Regions from separate parts of the Danio rerio genome. Here region 2 is linked to region 1. Evidence: chromatin contacts called from public HiCAR-type data. All regions are on one chromosome and are shown on one strand. Each heading gives the region's core, a stretch centred on a gene start, on an enhancer-like site or on the middle of the called end of the contact. The rest is flanking DNA. Distances are from core to core; before and after follow the strand shown.

The links. HiCAR-type assays count read pairs that join an accessible place to other places.
Region 2: a contact with region 1 is called in a HiCAR-type map of caudal fin, with 5 times the contacts expected there. The contact joins two enhancer-like sites. A contact is called at or near these places in 2 of 4 datasets of contacts at active chromatin or transcription factors (caudal fin and gastrula embryo).

What each region holds. Positions count from the first base shown.
Region 1 is chr12:36,396,121-36,402,209 of GRCz12tu, reverse strand. No RefSeq gene overlaps it. Among named protein-coding and RNA genes, the nearest start is that of fscn2b, 33 kb to the right of the region's middle. Within about 2 kb of position 2,904, at least 5 of the 62 cell types and tissues checked have an H3K27ac peak or open chromatin away from gene starts, as enhancers often do. A contact at or near this core is called in caudal fin, where this site is marked.
Region 2 is chr12:36,625,053-36,631,141 of GRCz12tu, reverse strand. All of the region lies in intron 1 of bahcc1b (BAH domain and coiled-coil containing 1b), which reads left to right. Among named protein-coding and RNA genes, the nearest start is that of bahcc1b, 39 kb to the left of the region's middle. Within about 2 kb of position 3,366, at least 26 of the 62 cell types and tissues checked have an H3K27ac peak or open chromatin away from gene starts, as enhancers often do. A contact at or near this core is called in caudal fin, where this site is marked.

The sequences.
Region 1 (6,089 bases), core at 1,655-4,154:
GGGTTTCTGCGTCAGAGGGCGGGGCCTCAGGTTTGAAATCTCCCGGGTTTGCGCGTGCACGTGAATAACTTGGTTTCGTTCGTACGTCATGGCGAAACACCTAATGAATCGGTATCAAGGCGACTCGTTTGAAGCACTATGAGTCGACTCTTTTATAGATGAATCAACAGTTTTAAACACTGTACACTAACAGATTTAAGCCTTAGCTGGATACTTCACTTCACTTAGAGCTGTGTTACACACTACATGGAGGGGAATTTTCAAAAAAACATAATATGGGCTCTTTAAATAATTAAAGGGATGATACGTAACAATCAGTGAGTCTATTGATGCTGGGTGAATGAGGAGAAGACGCATACGCTTGATAAGTGAAACAAAAAGTAAGTATTTATTAATGGATAATGTCAAACAATGAATGTAAGATGAAAGATAAATGTAATTTTAAATAATTTAATTAAATAAAGAAAAATAGGAGTGTTGCCAAAATAAAGAAATAAATATAACAAAACGAACTAACTAAACCCCAACCCACTAAACTGACTGAACAAAGAAAAATGCAGAAACAAAACCGTAATCTTCAGCACGTAGCTTAACTAAACTTCTTAACTCCCAAACATAAGTACACATGTGGCAATGCCTCCAAAAACTAACTAATACACAATAATACTAAGCTGCTCGAAATGCTAGAATTCTCGTAAAGTACACACTGTTAGCCATTAGCAAAACAAGATCTCAGGTAATCTAATTCTCATAAAGATCGTTCAAAATCTCACTATACATTAACAAGAGCAGCACAAGATTAACTGATTAATCAAGATAAACAGGGAGAAAACTAGAAAATAGCACTCGCAAACGAATCAAGCGGATCAAACAAACAAACAGTCCGGCCGACACAAGTGAGGAGATTGGCAGGCCAAGCGCTCCTCCAGAACAGCTCAAGCGCACCGGTTTTATACTGCGCGGACCCGATCCTTATTGGCACGCCGATTTAGTGACGAAGGTGAATGACAGCTCACCAGACCAATGGTAGCACACCTGAAACAGGATAGGACCACAACAAGAGAGAGAGAGAGAGAAGAGCGCAAAGCAGAAACAACAAAAATACTCCAAAACATACGTGAAACGTAACATGTGCTTTAATTCATCACGGTTAATTATTCGTGAAGGCTTCTCAACATCGCGTTTCTGCATGGAACAAAACTGCTGCAACTAAACAAAGTTATGCCAACTGTGCCCTAATTTAAAGTTCCAAACTTGTACACTGAGGCTAATACCCAGACACACTGGATTAACAATGGCTGAAGCTGTAAGGGCTGTTCACATTGCATCTTTTGCGTGCAAGTTCGTTATTTCTTTTCTTTCGCACTTCTGGTTGAACGTGTGCACCCCAAGTCGCATGACAAGAACTGATCATTCAGCTTCATACTTTGTATGGAATATACACATCTGTACTCCAAACAGAAAAAAAATACATTAATAAATGATATAACCAGATAAGTGCATATTACATAATATAGTTGATCCAAAGTGCCTTTCAGACAGAGGATCGGCAGTCTTTGACTACATTTTTTTCTCTTTAAAAGGGAAATACCTAGATATGATGCTTAGATTTACATTAGACAAATACTGTTTTTATTCTTATTTTTTTCATTCATTCATTCATTTTTGTTTTGGATTAGTCCCTTTATTAATCTGGGGTCGCCACAGCGGAATGAACTGCCAATTTATCAAGTATATGTTTTAGGTAGCGGATGCCCTTCCAGCTGCAACCCATCTCTGGGAAACATCCACACACAACATTCACAACGGACAATTTAGCCTACACAATTGTTTGTCAACATTGTTTTGTCATTTATTTTCAGTGTAAAATTTTGTTTCAATTTCAAAAACTTTTTTTCACTTATTTTTAAGTCCAAAAAGAAATGGACTATTGTTTGTTTTTAATATTATTTTTAATATTATTTTTAATATTATTACTGAGCAGCAATAAATAGCACTTTAAATTTGAAATATTAAAAAAGAGTTTTCATGTGATTTTTCTATACTATTAGTGTTTTGATTAATGAAGGCACAATAATCGTGATAACTGTGAGACCGTGATTATTCCTCAGACTGTAATCATACAACCAAAATCTATAATCATATAAAGTCATATAGGAAATTGAGGATGCAGTGCATCAGCAGTGAATCGATGATATTATAATCGCACTTGAACCGAACAATGACACCAGTGTTTAGGTTCACACCCCTAGAGTTTAGCATCCTTGTTAGTGTGCTCACCTCCCATGCTGGAAATGCTGTTCAAATCCCGCTCATAGCAGCAAGGATACCTTGGGAACGATGCAACCTTCTTGCATAATTTTGGTTTCATTTAATTGATGATCTGGCTCCTTGGGTAAACAGCAGTTTTGATTTACAGCTGTTTTTGAAAAATGTCAGATGACAGTGGAGCCAGAGGGTTTTAAACTGTTCTGAAGAAATACTCCCCCATCCAGCAGTCATTTGGGAACAGTGGGCATGTCGAAGAAGGTTGGCAGCAAAGCCCCAAGCTGCCGTTTTATGCATTCAAAAACTCAACCAACCCCCCTATATCTTGCCCCCTTGAGTTTCAGCCAAAACCATGCTGGCGAAAGCAGAACTTTCAGTTATTGACTTTTGCCATGGTTTGTTGAATATGTACATGTACACCCACCTCACACAAATTTCCATGGAAGTCATACATTTTCGTCCAAATACACAGCCTGAACCCGCAACCTATGCAAATAAGCATGTAAAACACACTAACTTAGCTTATCTATGCGCGCGTTAGATATCAGAAGAAAATGACTATTGCAAACAGCTGTGTGGATTCTTTCACAATGCCGTTTTGGCCTGCAGCATAATGTGAGAGCCGATATGCACAGGAGGCCGTGAAAGGTCTCCGTGTGCTCCATTTATGTGGGGCGCTGTGCTCGTAACGATTGATTTGCAGTATGTTTGGGGTTTCTAAATCTGCAACATGGTGTGTTTTATAACCCAGGGAATGAGCTGTGAGACTACTTTGAACCGAGGCACTTACTGTATTACGAAAAATTGATGAAACTCCGAATTTCATATGGAAATGTGCCAGCTCGGCTGATTGATTTCTTTATAGATCCATTAGAGGTGATGATTTATGAGCATCTTGGAAGATCTCACAAATTAAAAAAAAAACTTTAGCCACGGACAACTGATAAATTGATATTTAAACGAATAAAACAACGGCAAATAATGTTTATTTAATATTGGCAACCTGATGGAATCAAATAACAAGTGTCAAGGGGGTCCCGCAGGGCGTCGGCGTACTATCCCGGGTAAAGTGGATTGAAATTAGCACACGATGCCGGGCTCTTGCTCAAGGCAACTATTCTCCTTCAGCGCTGCCGTAGATGACAAACAGAAGGAAGGAAGGAGTGTTAGAAGCAGACACTTGTCAATGCAAAGAAACCGTGACTCTGCCTCCTATCAAAGCGACAGGAAAAGTCATATTCAGCACGAACGGATTTGCCCAGTTTTCTGCAAATCCCGCAGCAGCGTAGCGTAATTGAAAACAGGGGTGAATAATCAGTGAAACAAGTCTGTTGAAAAGCTAATTGATCTCATATGCAAACAGAATTAAGTTAAAAGCTGTTGGGCTGTGTCTGGTGCTCTGTTATTGTCAATTCTGAGCCTTCACTTTCCCGATGAGAAAGGAAAGGAAATATTCAAGGCCTGGAAGAGAACGGATGGAAAAGGGAAAAGGCTGGATGGACAAAAAGAATAAGAGAGGTAACGCCACCCTAAATGATACATTTATTCAATTCAAGATTTTACAAAGCTTGAAAAAGGGGGGTCTCATAATAGAATCACTTCATCAGGAACTCAAGTGCTTGAACGCAGGATCCATCTGTTCGCTGTATCGTCTGGTTCCCCCTCCTCCTCCTCGCTTTTTCCTCCCTCACCTCCCATTTGCACCACATAGGCCTGATTTATCAAGAATTGGCTCTCAGGTGTGTGTGTATGTGTGTGTGTGTGTGTGTGTGTGTGTGTGTGTGTGTGTGTGTGTGTGTGTGTGTGTGTGTGTGTGTGTTCTTAACAGAACTGAGGGAACGTATTACTGTGTTTCATTACTGCTGTACGAGACGTTAAGACAATCATTCAAATCGCTCAGAGTCGAACCCCACCCGGCTGCTAATTCAATCTGCCCACAGCAAAACATGCCAAACAACATCCATTATGGTCACACAGTTAATTGGCAGCGGGTGGGGGCTCAGGCTTGAGTCGGGGGGAAGCGGTGCAGCGGACAAAAGCAATCTCGTCTTTTCACCGGCTTTGCGTAGTGGAACACAGCGATGCTCTTGCGATGCTTCGCATTGTCATTTGACAATAGACAAAGACACATAGGACAATAAAATAAACGGCTGGTGGGAAGATTTCTGACTGATTATGTTGCAGTGCTTCATTACGCTGAGAAGTGGTTTAAATATAAATGACTGAGTAACCTGAATCTCCATGAAGCAGTTTTAAATGTTAAGGTTTTAGAGTTAAGTACAGTAGGTGTGTACAGTAAATAATTTCTATACCTTTCCTATGTTCTACTTTTTGTTATATGTTTAGTTATGGTGGCTTGAGAAAGCTAACATACCCCTGCTGAAAAATCCAGCTTAAACCAGTTTATGCTGGTTGGCTGGATTTAGCTGGTTGACCAGCCTGGTTTTAGAGGGGTTTTTGCCATTTCCAGGCTGGTTTCCAGCCATTTCCAGCCTGGTCTTAGCTGGTCAGGCTGGGAGATGACCAGCTAAAACGAGCTTGACCAGCCTAGCCAATCTGGGAGTCCAGCCAAAACCAGCTATATACAGCTTAAACCAGGCTGGTTAAGCTGGTTTTAGCTGGATTTGGCTGGTAATTTTCCAGCCTGACCAGCTAAGACTAGGCTGGAAATGGCTGGAAACCAGCCTGGAAGTGGCCAAAACCCCTCTAAAACCAGCCTGGTTGACCAGCTAAAACCAGCCAACCAGCCTAGGCTGGTTTAAGCTGGATTTTTCAACAGGGACAGGTATACTACCTAAACTTATTATTTTTCCTTCTTCTTCTTTTAGACTATTTTAAGAACGCATCTCCTGCTAGACAGTTCATACTACAACCACCAAACCTCCAAACTATACTGACTTGGGTTGCTATTTCTTTTTTAACTGTTCTGACTCATGGTTTTCTGAAAACTGACCCAGAAATTTCTAAAAAGTCCCAGTGACTTAACATTGGACCAAACTTTGTGACCTCATAACTGCATCAGACTGACATACAGACTAATGGTTGGGCTCATTTTACTCAGACTACCAATCTGCCAATCACTGATGACCTTGCAGCTTGCTAGCCAAACCCTAGCAACCACTTACAGCACCCTAGCACTGTCCCATAGACTTCTTTTATAACAAAAAATTGATATTGACTTTACATTGGACAAACAACAAACCAATTCATGCCAACAACATACAAACACACTAATCATACTAGCAACATGCTAATTCGTACTAAATTCATTCTAACAACATGCTAGTTTATACTAGAAACATGCTAGTGACATGCTAATTCATATTAGAACCATGCTAATTTATGTTAGTAACTGCCTAGCAACTACTCAGAACACATTAGCAACCACCTAGCAACACCTCAGCAACCGCCTAGCAACTACTTAGAACAATTTAGCAACCACCTAGCAACACCCTAGCAACCGACTAGCAATGCCTTAGCAACTACCTAGCAACCACTCAGAACACCCTAGCACCCACATAGCAATGACCTAGAACACCTGAGCAACCACTTAGCAACCACCTAGCAATGCCTTAGCAACTACGTAGCAGCCACTCAGAACATACTTGTAACCGCCTAGCAACACCTTTGCAACGCCTTAGTGACTGCCTAGAAACTACTCAGAACACCCTAGCAACACCTTAGCGATGACCTAAAATACCTACACAACCGCCGAGCAACACCTTAGCAGTCACCAAAAGAGACGCTGGCTAACCACTGAGCCACTGTGCCACCCCCAAGTAAACCAAAACAACTGAAATAAATAAATCCCTGGTCATTTT
Region 2 (6,089 bases), core at 2,117-4,616, 230 kb before region 1:
TGCAATGGTCTGGATATGACAGCAGATTAAATTTCGTTCGCCTCTCCATCAATTTTCTGTTTAATGTCACTGAGCTCCATTGTGGGAGAAGAGGACGCGTCATCCAGCCATAAATTTGTGATTATAGAGGCTCGAGGAGGCAGTTGGCTCTATTCGGACGGATTTGCTCCGTACCTACAGATAGATCACCACCAACCAGTGGTCTTTTATATACGCTTTTTAAGAGTTTTACCGGACTAGACTGATCAACTCACGATTAATTAAATAGCTTGTATTTTTTGTTGCAGAGGCTGTAAAGATTTGTTAGGCGTCTCTGCGCGAGGAAAGGACACTTCAAACGTTTTTATTTATTTGTTTTTATTTTTATTATTATAGATTTGAAACCAGATCACAGGCGCAGTTATTTTCTTCTTCTTTTTTTGCATAAATCAATAGTCAACCTTTACTCATAAAATATTTTCTTTCTGGATGGACTTCCATTTAGGTAGGTGTTTTTTTTTACTCATCTGATTGTGATTTATAGCAGCCATAAGTACTTTTGTACAAGTATTGAGAACATATTGCTTTACGTTTACGCGTTTGTTTATGTCCGAGAAGCAAAATGTATATGCGTTGTCAAAATTATTAATGCATTCAAACAAGATTGTTCTTGATATTACAATGCATTTTTTCATGTCAGAAATACACCATTCGACCAAGAACTATTTAGCTGTCAGTAAAAAGCTACTTTTATGGCAGTTTTTTTTAACTGTACTCACTAAGAGTTAACTGTTTCAAAACTCGAACAATATACTTATATGTACATTTTACATGGTAATTTTGCAAAGGTTTATTGTATTCGATTATTTTATTACTATTTGTTAGGGTACAGAAGAGATGCCGTTCAGTGTAAGGTGGGAGAGGGCCTTTTGACCGGATATTTGAGTGCTCTGACGTTTATGCTGCTCTTTCAAATCGTTTCATTTACACAAAATCTATTATTTTTTTTAAAGATGTGAATTGAAATATTAAAGATAATTTATATTACTTTTATACTTAAAATTATGTGCACGTATGAAATGTTTGCACTTCAAAAAAATGAAAAACATACTTCTCTACAAGGCCGTTTAGTCATTTATTAATTCAACCATTCATTCCAATCAATGGATCTGAATATGTATGTGTTGGTATTACTGTTTTTCTCACCAAGGCTACTAGGTCACAAGGTCAAAACAATATTGCTGCTGAAAGAAACGTATTGATACTAGGTGATTTTTTAAAGATTTCAGTCTGTTAGCCGTTCGTGAAATGTAATACTATACATTTTCCTTATGCAACCAAATTAAACTCGGAATGATTTATTTGGGTTCCCATAATAAATTAACATGTATCAAGGGCCTGGGCTTTCAGTGAGGAACACTGGGACGTGATGTATACTTGTGTCTTTGATTGATAATAACTTGTAACACTTTGAACGCATACATATGAAAGAAACTGAAGATTTAACACACACCAGGATGTGTTGCAAGTGTAGCCTATACCCTGCAGACACGGTATAGGCTTCATTCGGATCAAGACAGGCTCTACGTCCCATGTCAAAACCGAGTGGTCCACTGACAATCCTTAGGAAAATGCCGTCTCCTTTAGGATTTATTTGAATCTTTGAATACAGACTCATTATAAGAAAGCACTGTAGACTTATCATACTGCATTATGTGACTACATCTCTCACACGAATAAACATAATATATAAAAAAATTATAAATGTACTGCGTTGGTTTTAAATTTATGGAGAACAATATAACGTCTCACAGTCATTCCTCTCTATGAGGATAGGCTACAGTTTTGTTTCTCGTATTTTGAACACCAATGAGATTACTTGAAATTGGTATTAATAATATTATTCTCCAATTTTCTAGTAATTAGACCACTCATCCGATTAATATTCAATTTATTTAGTCACGTTAAATTTGGGAGATAAGCTTTAAGGAGACATTTTAGGAATTACCACAGCATTTTTTAACTGAGGTATTTATAAGACAATCTCATTAATGAAGCACTATGGGGGGTGGGGTTGTCAGTAAATGGGTCAGTTAAAAACTGGTGCATATCAACGGCATACATTTACTTGTGTTTTTGTACTTCTGTTTTTCTAAAGACCTATAAGAAGGTAGAGTAATAGCGTAAAGTTTCTTGAGTTTATTCTTTTAACATCAAAACAACTTTCTTTAAGTGCTTTTTATTTTGTTGCATTTATTTACCTCTATGGTTTGACTTCTAGCTTTTACAATAAAACAGGTCGTAATGAGGTAGGTTTGTGCCATTTATGGGGGTGAAGCAGTACTTCCCTTAATTGGACACAGATGGGCTTTTTCTATCGATAACGCCATTCCCTGGAATTTATAAAAGGACAAAGTCGGTATCCAGTCTTATTTTAGATTTTGTTGTATTATGAGTATTATTAGTTTTATTATCAGTATTATTTTGTCAATCACAATTTATCCCTGGGCCTGTACCACTTGAACCCAAAGTATAGGCCTACTTCGGTTTTAGGGTTAGGGTCAGAGTCTACATTCTCATTGATGTATTGTTATGTAGAGATTTAATTATGTTAACTCTGTCTTATCATTACCCAATCGTGTTGGATTACTAAAATCAAATATGCAGCAAGTTTCTAATCGCATGGTTCTTCCTTGTAAACTTCTGGTCATCGACAGTATTAACGTTTCAATCGGGGACAACGGAGCTAAATACACAATCATTTAATGTTTTGTGCATTTAAAATCTTAATTATGATTTCATAGCTTTAGATACAAGTTCCCTTTTCGGATGTGTGTGGTAGTACGGCACACATTGGACTGTCTAAAAACCGTTTGTCCAAGCTGTGTGTGCATGTCCCTGTTGCCTGACACACCAGAGGCCAAGTCATTTCACAAGAATTTAGCAATTCTGATGTTGCAAAATATTTAAAACTGTAGCTCCATGTATAAGTCAGCGCATGCTGAAATCTAGCTTAATCATCAAAAGGAGAGGAGAGGTCACCATACAATTCAGCTTCATCTGGATTCAGACGCCGGTGTGGACTCATTTGAAAATAGTTTTTGATTTCTTGATTTTTCTATGAAATTCAGTTAAGCAAAACAAATGTTGATCTTATTGTTTTGTTCAATATTAACTTGCAATTTTACACTTCGTGTTCACCTTCATGTTAAATTACACAGTATTAATTAATTATGTTGTTCGGTGCATATGCCTGCAGTGGATGTTTTAAAATCATGTCTCTCGTGCCGTTTCCCTGGTGGACATCTCTGGGCGTTTTACAGGGCTGTGAGCGAATGAACGTCTTGACTGAACATGCTCCATCCTCGACACCAGCTATGGAGTACATTGTCACAGTGATTCATCCAACGGACGCGTACATAAAATCCCCTAACCTACATGGACGTGTAGGCGCATGTAAGCACCGTTTATTCGCACCAGAGTGGGTTCTGAATTTAGGAGTACCTTTTGAGTTATTTTTGGCCAAAGGCAGGCGATGGGATCCCGCACTAACTAAAACTGGTGTGCAACTATAGGCCTGACAATAACTGGGTATCTGCACACCCCTTGGCCTATACGCTGGTGACAAACGCCCCGTTCCGGTAGTTTGAATGTGGCTGGAAGATGGAGGGAAAGTGTCAATCAGAAACGCTTCATTGATCACGGACAATGCCGTTCGCGGGACTGGTCTGTTTCGAGAGCAATCAGTCACTCCGCATTAATTATCCCCGCGTCCCACAGTAGGGCAGCTCGCGCTGGCACATGGACAGTGTGTCTGTTTGTGTGTGCGTGAGTGAAAGAAAAAAAAAGAAAGAATGTGTGTAAGTGCGCGCGTGGGGAGAGAAGGAGATGTGTGTGTGTGTGTGTGTGTGTGTGTGTGTGTGTGTGTGTGTGTGTGTGTGTGTGTGTGTAAGTGAGAGAAAGACAGAAAAAAGAGGCTGAGTTTGTTTTCAGGTATATATATATATATATATATATATATATATATATATATATATATATATATATATATATATATATATAAATGTATGTATGTATTATATATATATATATATATATATATATATATATATATATATATATATATATATGTATGTATGTATGTATGTATGTATGTATGTATGTATTATATATATATATATATATATATATATATATATATATATATATATATATATATATATATGTATGTATGTATGTATGTATGTATGTATGTATTATATATATATATATATATATATATATATATATATATATATATATATATATATATATATATATATATATATATACATATATATGAGAATGAAGGCGTCTTTGCTTGTGTGTAAATGTGTGTTTGCATGGGCTGTGTGTGTGTTATCCTTACACTACTAAAATGCACCCACCCCCACCTTTTAAGTTGCAAAAAGGAGCCAATAAAAACCCAACAATAAAAGGGTCTTTCTTGTCACTAAATAAATTAAGTGCCGATATCTGGTTAAAGCGTTACACCTCTTTGTATATTGCAGTACAGAATTCTTTATTGCCCTAGTGTTATTGCTTCTTTTTTGACAAGGAGGTTCGGTGGTAGGACATAGCTCACTCTGAAACAATTACTGTTGGTTAACAAAATGACTGGGTACTTTGTCATTTTAGAAGCTCCTATGTTTGGGTCTATTTTATAATTTTTAAGTAATTTTTTTTTTGTCGAATTTTATTCATAGGGGCATTTTCTTTTTTAATTTGTTCTATATCTTATTTTACCACCCCACGCTGACAGTGTATTAAACAATTAAACAAATGCAAATTCTTGTATTCATTAAAATCACCTTCTGTAATGACTTATCGTTTTATTTTAAAAGTATGTTAAATTATATAGAAATAAACAAACTGCCCTCGTGACTCGTGAGTTCTGCCCAATCTAAAATCTTTTTAAACGTGGAACTGAAGTCCTGATTGAATGTAGCCCATTTGACTTTTATCTATACACTGTTTAATGACTAGGCTGTTTTTACATAATATTTAAAAACGTAAAATCCTTGATATTTAAGCATAAGCTGGATGTGTTTTATACAAATATACAAGAAAACTGTGCTGCTGTAACAAAAAACGTACATTACATAGACATGAAATTACAGTTCATTCAGTGGCCTATAGCAGAAGTTGCCCTTAAGGTTTTTTCTTCTCTCTCTTTTGGTGGATGAAGTTTCACGGGTTTAAGTTAAAGGGGTTATGAAGAAAGAAAATAATGCAGAGTATACAACAATAAAAGAACAAAGTCAGAATGATATATGTTATGTATTTGGTTAAAACATAACCTCATTTGAATAGCAAAATCTTTTTATATTTTAATAAACAAGGAATGTATTACAGGCATAAAACAACAACAATAATAATTCGGTAATTTCTGTTGATAATCATTTTTATTTTTCCACTCACCCATGTTTCGCATTTGTATCGAAAAGAGAACGGCATAAAACAGTTTCCGTATAAGCGTGTAATCGTTAATTTATATTTTACTGCCATTTATTACCCGCTGTTACTAAATATCCACTCAACGTTTTAAGTAGCAGTCAGGGTGAAGTTTTAAAATTTCATCGTAAAAAATCCTCAATACGCACGCTCGTTTTTGGTCGCCTTCATTTCCATCCTTCTCCTGTTTTACTCTATTAGATTCCATGTATTAGAATTATCGTGTTGCTGTTGAATTAAGCGATATTAATCCGAGAATCTATACTTTAAATTTAATACAACATGTAATTTCCCCCTTTTTAACGCATTCCCTTTGATTAAGTCACTCTTGACTCTCCTTTAGCTTTGGGGCCAACGAGGTTCGCCTAGGGGAGGCCTTGAAACCGCCCCTCCTTATCTCCTTTCATCATCCAGTTCTGGGCCGCCTTGAAACCGCAAGGCCAGTAATTGCTTTTTTCAGGCAGCCCAGTGCGGACTGGACAGCAGCCAATCAGAGCCTTGTTTACATTCTGTGATTGACAGCGCTCTGGCAACACGCCAACCAATCAAACAGTTTTCAGAACGAGGCCCAGGTTTTTAACCCTTCATTGGCCATTCACCATAGTTTGGGCTGTAAG